Regions from separate parts of the Gossypium hirsutum genome. Here region 1 is linked to region 2. The links are chromatin contacts, called in public Hi-C maps. All regions are on one chromosome and are shown on one strand. Each heading gives the region's core, a stretch centred on a gene start, on an enhancer-like site or on the middle of the called end of the contact. The rest is flanking DNA. Distances are from core to core; before and after follow the strand shown. Region 1 has its middle 19 kb from the start of LOC107910549. Region 2 holds the start of LOC107910566 (ABC transporter B family member 11).

What was found. Hi-C and Micro-C count contacts between places; a contact is called where the count stands out from the background.
Region 1: a Hi-C map of leaf shows a contact between it and region 2, with 2.6 times the contacts expected there. The contact joins the enhancer-like site here to the promoter of LOC107910566 in region 2. A contact is called at or near these places in 6 of 34 Hi-C or Micro-C datasets (fibers, leaf, seedling and 1 more).

The regions. Positions count from the first base shown.
Region 1 is chrD08:47,710,413-47,714,000 of Gossypium_hirsutum_v2.1, reverse strand. No RefSeq gene overlaps it. Among protein-coding and RNA genes, the nearest start is that of LOC107910549, 19 kb to the left of the region's middle. Within about 2 kb of position 1,815, at least 3 of the 9 cell types and tissues checked have an H3K27ac peak or open chromatin away from gene starts, as enhancers often do. A contact at or near this core is called in fibers and leaf, where this site is marked.
Region 2 is chrD08:47,669,735-47,673,476 of Gossypium_hirsutum_v2.1, reverse strand. LOC107910566 (ABC transporter B family member 11) reads right to left here and starts at 1,913. Exons shown (of 13, transcript XM_016838441.2): 1 at 1,653-1,913; 2 at 650-1,007; 3 at 472-526; 4 at 216-391; 5 at 1-135. The coding sequence starts at 976.

The DNA.
Region 1 (3,588 bases), core at 566-3,065, 41 kb before region 2:
ATGGATCAGTTATGTGCATTCAATTTATAATATTAGATTTTGTTTAAAATTTTTAATGAATTTTTTCAAAATATCATTAATAAATTGAAAAAATGTCATAATTACAAAATATTTTTTAAAAAATATTTAAATAATTTAGAATTGATTATATTAATATTATTTCATTTTAAAAGTATTTAATATTAAAATAATACAAAAATTGGTTTGAATATTAATATTAATATATTATAATTTAAATAATAGTATTAGTAACTCCTAACATGTTAATTTATATATATCGTTAAATTAATTTTTTTTAATGTTAAAATTGTTCAATTTTTTTAATTTTATATTTTATTCCTTAAATGCAAGTAACTCTTATTATATTTGAATATATATATTTATTTTGATAATTATAATTAATATATTTTTTAAAACTATATTTTAAAATTTAATATTCATTAAGTTTAATATTAAAACATTAAAAGTTAATTCAATTAAGTAAGATACTAAAATATTAAAGAGATAATTTATTTAAAATCAACTTTATATTTAACATATAAAAAAATTATGAACAAAAATTTTAAACAAAAGACATAAAAAAAAACTTCAAGAAATTAAAAGGCAAGGAAAGAGTAATTTACTCAAATTGTAAATAAGTGCTTCAAGTGGAAAGTGTCATATGTCCGAAAATGGTAATATGAAACATAATTATATATTTTATTCTTTTTTTAACTTCATATTTCTATAGTGATATTATTTTACATTTACACAGTGTAAGATTCAAACCTGAGACCTTAAAGTTCTCGTGAGCTTAACCATACCATTAAGTCAATGCCTCATTGGTTATAAATTTATTTTTAAAAGGGTATAATGATAAATTTATCTCTTAATGTTTATATCTTTTGTCAAATTGGTTGTTATTCTTTTTTTGAGCTAAATTTGACTCTCAATCTTTTACAGAGAGTCGAATTTGACCATCAATATTTCAAAAAGAGACGAATGAATTTTTTTTTCACAAAAAAAATTTGACTAAAATGTTAAAGTTTTAAACATGGCAACCCACATGACAATACACATATACTTTATGCTAATTTTTTTATATTTTTTATTATTTTAAATTAATTTTTAACCTGACATATAAAATAAATAGTGTCATGTCAATATGAAGTACATATAGATTGTTATATAAGTTGCTATACTAACATTGGTAATAAATGAATGGTTTAATTAACGTTTTCGTTAAAAACTAAAAATAATAAGGAATAAATTGAAAAAAAATATAAATGTTGTTGATTTTGCCAATTAAAAACTGTTATTATTTTACAACTAAGATCCCAAGGGATTCATGAAATAAGTTTTCAAATACGAGGCATTCCTGAAATCATAGGATTAAACATATTTTTCACTGAACTTGAGACTAAATGTGTTTTAATCCAAAAAAAAATCAATCCAAGATAAGACTAAATGTGTTTTGACACAAATACAGTCACATTAATTCAAGATTAAACAAAAATACGATGTAAATGTAAATGTATTAGTAGGAGAATAAAAGGGTAAAATGATTTGGAGGAAGCTTTTTGTGGGAATGATGAGATTTGAAGGTTTCTTTATGCTTTAATCTTCTTTTGAGTGTAATTTCATCTGGAAAAAGAAAACATTTGATGCTGTCAGGCTGTAATTGAGAACCTGCGAAATATACTGTACCTAATAAATAGAGGAATCTTCATTAAAAGGAACAACCAAAATTTAAATCTCAGACCAACACTAGCACAAACTCACCTTCAGCCATTGGATCATTTATATGGATGAAGTTTATACACACTCAAGGATTACAGCTCTTAAACCATTTCCACTCTTTGTTTTGCTTTTAACCTTTCGGGTGAGGTGGAGATATAGTAAGTAAGCTTGAGGTTCAAGCTTCTTTGCTTTTGACCCAAAGAGTGTGTGTTTTCATTGAAGTAAATAGAGAATCTGTAAAGACAAAATGATAGGTTTTCATGTGAAGCTGAGACCATTTCTATACTATAAATCAATAATAATTCCCCTTGTCTTTTTTAACTCAAACAAAATTAATATCATATTTATATAAATTTTGACTTCTCTCACGTATCAGTCCCATTCCCACAACAATGATTGATTAAAAAGAGTAATGATACATGGCTGAACATTTGATTAAGGGCGGTGGTCACCATCCCTAATTTGTGTACCATTTCACTCCTGAATATCAAGGATTATTAGTTATGTTGCTCTTTGCTTGCTTTTCATTAATCATACTAATTTGCATTCTTACTCTTTTGGAAACCTATTCCAATCATTCCACTTCCTAACTATATGGGACCTATCTTCTTAATTAATGAACCCTCAATTTTTTTCCGTACAAAAATTGCCTGTTGCTTTACTCCTTTATTTGATCATACACCATCTTTTTCCTTCCAATTATTAGATTTCTTTTGTAAAAAAAAAAATTAGGGGTTTCGATAACTATTGTCAAGTTCAAGTCTTAATACGAGAATAATTATCAGGTTTAAAGATTAATTTAGATAAAAAAAAAGTTAAAACATTAATGTTGAAACAATAACCTAAACAATTACCAAACTCAGAATCTAATTTGGACCCAACCTAATCTAAAAATAGGTGTGAAATTCAAGCGCTCATATGTTATAAGCTTAGATGTAGGTGTAAATAAATGAGGTAATTCTAGGCCCATGTATACCACCGTTTGGGCTTATTCCTACTTACATTGGGACCATTTCTGAAGAAGTGTTTCCTACCACCTCAGCAATAGATGTATTTAATTATTTTATGTGAAATTAGATACAAGTCTTTTTCCCTGAATCATGGTAGAAAAGATGATGAAAAAGAAGGCAAAAACATATTTTTAATGACTCTTTGTCTTCAAATATTACGAAATTTTTACATGATTCTAAGTTGTAGCATACATGTTTTTTGATGGGAAAGAATAAAAGAGCAACCTTGTCGGCAACTAAAGTTGCAGGCCTGAATCAACATATAAGCAAAAAGATTTTTCTTTTTCCTTGGTTTTCATCATCTCTTTTATCAATTATAGTTGCAAGCGATTTGGATTTAGCTTTACATTGAAATATGGTAATTGCTAACTTTTAATCTTGGATTTTTCATGTTTCTCATCCTATTTTACTGGTGTGAGATTTTAGACCATTTTAGTTGCAATGATCTACTAAAAAAAAATCACTTATTTACGTTATCATTTCTATTAATTTCTGTGTCACACACAGTTTCACCCTCACACTTCCCTTCATCAATTCAAACAGCTCCAGTTCTGATCTTTGTTTGTTGACATCTGAATTGCCTATTATCGCTCTCTTCAAATCCAATATACAACATCATTCCAACCCACCCTTGGCTCCCATTATAAATTGCAAAGCTGCACCACCTCTTCCCATAGTCTGTTTGAATAAGAACATCCTACAAGCAAATGAACCAACTATAATTATCCCCCAATCCTAGGAAACTGAAGAATGCTTAGGAACATAAAGAAAACACCAAATAACCTTGCCCCAACCCACTTTACTAGCTTTTGGCCTTATTTCCTGTCGAGCTTTGCTCACAACATCTCTCTCTCCCTGT
Region 2 (3,742 bases), core at 664-3,163:
AAGGGCCATGACTCCACCAGATATTACAATGGGAGGGATAGAAGACAACATGACAAGGGTAAGAAGCCATCCTTGCACAAAGGCTATAACAAAACCTCCAATAAATGTGGATACCAACTGTATAAACTTCCCAACCTGCAAACCACAAGCAAACATTTCCATGATAACATGTATATATAGGATGATTTCGATTGCAGAGTCAAGATATACATTACCTTCTCACCCATGGCATCCTGTATGAGAACTGTGTCCCCAGACATTCTTCCAACAACCTCTCCCGTGTTGGTTTCCACATCAAAGAAAGCAACATCTTGCCTCAATATGGTTTTCAAGTACAATCCCCTTATTCGAGCTGCTTGTCGCTCACCTGTGACCATCCAACAGGTCACCTCTGCAAACAACATACCACGTTAAATACATCTGTATGGGATAAAACATTAGATGCATGGTTTAAATGAGAGATTTACTTACGAAGGAACGCTGCCACCCCTGCACCTACAGCCAGGTAGACGAATCTCAAAGCAACCTATGATGTTTCAAGAACCAAGTCATTTAAAAAATTCAACAAAATAATGGAATCTTTTAAAAAGAAAAGGCTCACACACACACGTATTGTGTTGATACAAGTTCATGTTACATGTTATAGTACCCTGGAGACAACATCAACCACTCTGTCGTCATTTTGATTTTCACCAAAAGCATCAATGAGATCCCCAAACAGGATAGTCATAAGGGGCATACATATACCGTTACCGACTGCGCCTATTGTGCCGACGATCATCAACAAGGTATCCCTTGAATCGGCAAATGCAAACAGCTTGTAAAACGGAACCGTGTTAGTTTTCTCATCATCAACCTTCTTACTTTCTAGATTGTCTCCGTTGGAACCGGAGACTTTGTTAGGCTCTTCCTGGATTTTCGATGTGCTGGCCTCATGCAGGTCAGTAGGATCACTAAATCCATTCTCAGAGTCCATCGTGGGGGTGGGGGGCCTCCCAAACTGTTACCTTGATTTTTAACACCAAAACTTCAGAATCTATGAGGTTTATTTATTGTATTACGCACGCAGGAAAACAATTGAAAGCATTGGTCAAGAAAGCCAGATTAAGAACAAAAAATCTACTGTTTGCTTGTACAGTACTACTAGCTAAGGATCTGAAACAGGATTCAAAGGGTTTCTCAATCTATAAGCAGCTTAAACATAAAAAATAAAAGACTTTTTCTAGTCTGTTTCAAACCCAGAAAAGCATCCATCTTGGAATTTGGAAATACGGTTGCAATCAAATCAATTACACTATAAAGAAACTTAGTACCTCTAAAGAGTGTACCATCAGCAGAAAAGGAAAAAAAACAAAGGATAAAGATCCTAGAGAAGATGAACAGAAGAAGGAGAGAGAAAAGGTGGTTTCTCTGTCAATGAAATACAACTAAAAGGGAAACCCGGTTTCATGATTCGTTTGGTTAGAAGAGACGACATAAAATGACGACCGATCATCATTGGTTTACTCCTAAGTGAAGAATAAACTCTCAGCAAAACCCACCATTTGAACATAACCCAAAATCCCAGAACCCAGATGCCTTCCTAAGTCCCAACTCTGCAACGATTAAAGGGGAAAACAAATGAAAAGAGACATTAAGAAGAACAGACCTACCAAAATTTCAAAAGGGTAGTTGGAAATTTGTCCAGTTATTCCAACTTTGTGGCCAACTAGCCTTCTGTTTTATGTTTCAGCTGTTTAAAAACATATTTATATTAAATCTTTGGTGAGAGGCTTTCCTTGAACAGCACGTATTTTGCCTTGTCGATTAGTCTTCACTACTTTTATTTTGGGATAGGTAAAGGTAGTCTTCACCATTATTCAATTGCGAATTTCGAGTTTTTCCACTTTGCCAACCATGGTCTCCACGGATCCAATTTATTTTTCCTCCTCTCCAAGCAAATATTATATTATATTATATGCTTTTTCCGACAATATACAAGATTTTAGCTGTTGATATGCTTCTTCGTCAAAATTATACAAACCATGTTCAGTCATAATTGTAACCAATTTAATTGTTATTATAGTAAAGTTTCGAGTCTCAATTTATTGAAATAATTATGAAAAGAAGGGGTAAATTAGAGTTGATCCATCTTATCTTTGCTTCTAATCATTGTTGCTTTTAAATAATTTGAAAGAAATATGTTCAAAAGAGGCGTTCGTGTGTACATTTGATGAAAGATGATTTCGAAATGATATGGACAGGGAGACAGAGAGAGAGAAATGAAAGCACCCATTGGCCAACTTTTTTAGGGACAGATAATTATGTTTGAATTAACCTAAAGTATGGGTTGTTTTATGATGTAAATTACACCTTTTTTTTCACTCAACTAATTAGATTTATCATAATTTTAACATAGTGACTATTAACTCGAGTCCTAAATAAGATTTGGGTCACCTACCCATGACCTGGATAGGTCTCACCAGATGATCGAATGAGAAGCGAATCACGAGAGGACAGTGAAGGGTGTTCGTGAACCCAGCTCGCATGGCAGGCTCGCGGATCTAGCTCGCACGAATCAAGGGAAGGCCGCGGTCTCAATTTGCATGCGTCCAAGGAGCTCATAGAAGGGGGACTGCATGTTCTGCAGACAACTCAGAGCGAAACATGTGTTCAGCAGGCCTGAAGCCCGCATCGAATGTCAGTGCTAGGAATGGTAGAGTCAAGACAAAACAGTGAGATTCTATCATCAGCTGTAATAATATGTATAAATACTTGAATACTCTCAGTAACAAAATACAAGATAAATTACTTGACGTATCGTTTGATCTGAGTTTAATCCTTTCATGTTCCATTTTCACATCTGTCTCATGTTTGTTTTATCCATTGAAAGTTTTTTTGATATATGTTTTGTAAGAATGGAAGAACCAAGAGTGACCTCGCTAGATGGTGCTCAACAGCTTTAGTTTTTAGTGAATCTGACTACTGCCCTCCTTACCGTACCAAAAAGGGGAAAAGGCATGTTTTTCCTTCATTGAAAAGTTGAAGTCTGCAATGAAGGTTTTTAGTTGATTTCATCTTTGTTTTTGTTTTTGGGAAAAATACTCATTTTGGTACTTACAATTTTCTTTTACTTATGCTGAGCTTCCGTCTGTGTTAATATTTTGGACGGGTATTAGTTTGTGAAAGTAAAGGGCATAGAAAAATAAATGGAATCATCTTTTTTATATAATTTAAGCAAGCTAGTGGCTAAAGAACTTTAAAAAAGTTGAAGCCCTAATAATATCCTTTCCTCCAAAAATAAATTTAATCATAAAATATATCATCATTGGAGCAGGCATATTTTAGTCAAATTTGATGTCTGACTTTATTTACAAGTCTCCATCTAGAAATAGGACCTATGTGAATGCCATTTATGTGATCACCATTTCGCCTTCTTTTCTTTTTTTTTTTTTTTTAAGTGATCAAAAAGTAAACTAATTATTTTTATGAAAAATTTCATCCATTTCTATTGTTAAAAACTTACATGTGGTTGACAGAATAACTAAATAGTTACTGATGGTGTGTCAAATATACCGCATTTTAACGTACAGACTACAGAGTCTTGCTTTTAACAATAGAAATAGATGAAAATTTTAATATAATTACAAATTTAGTCTTTAATCTAATATAAAGAGACTAAACTTATTTATTGAGTAAAGAAAACAAAATATAATCTACTCCTACTTAAACAACTTTGACCTTTTATTTTTTGCTAGCAACC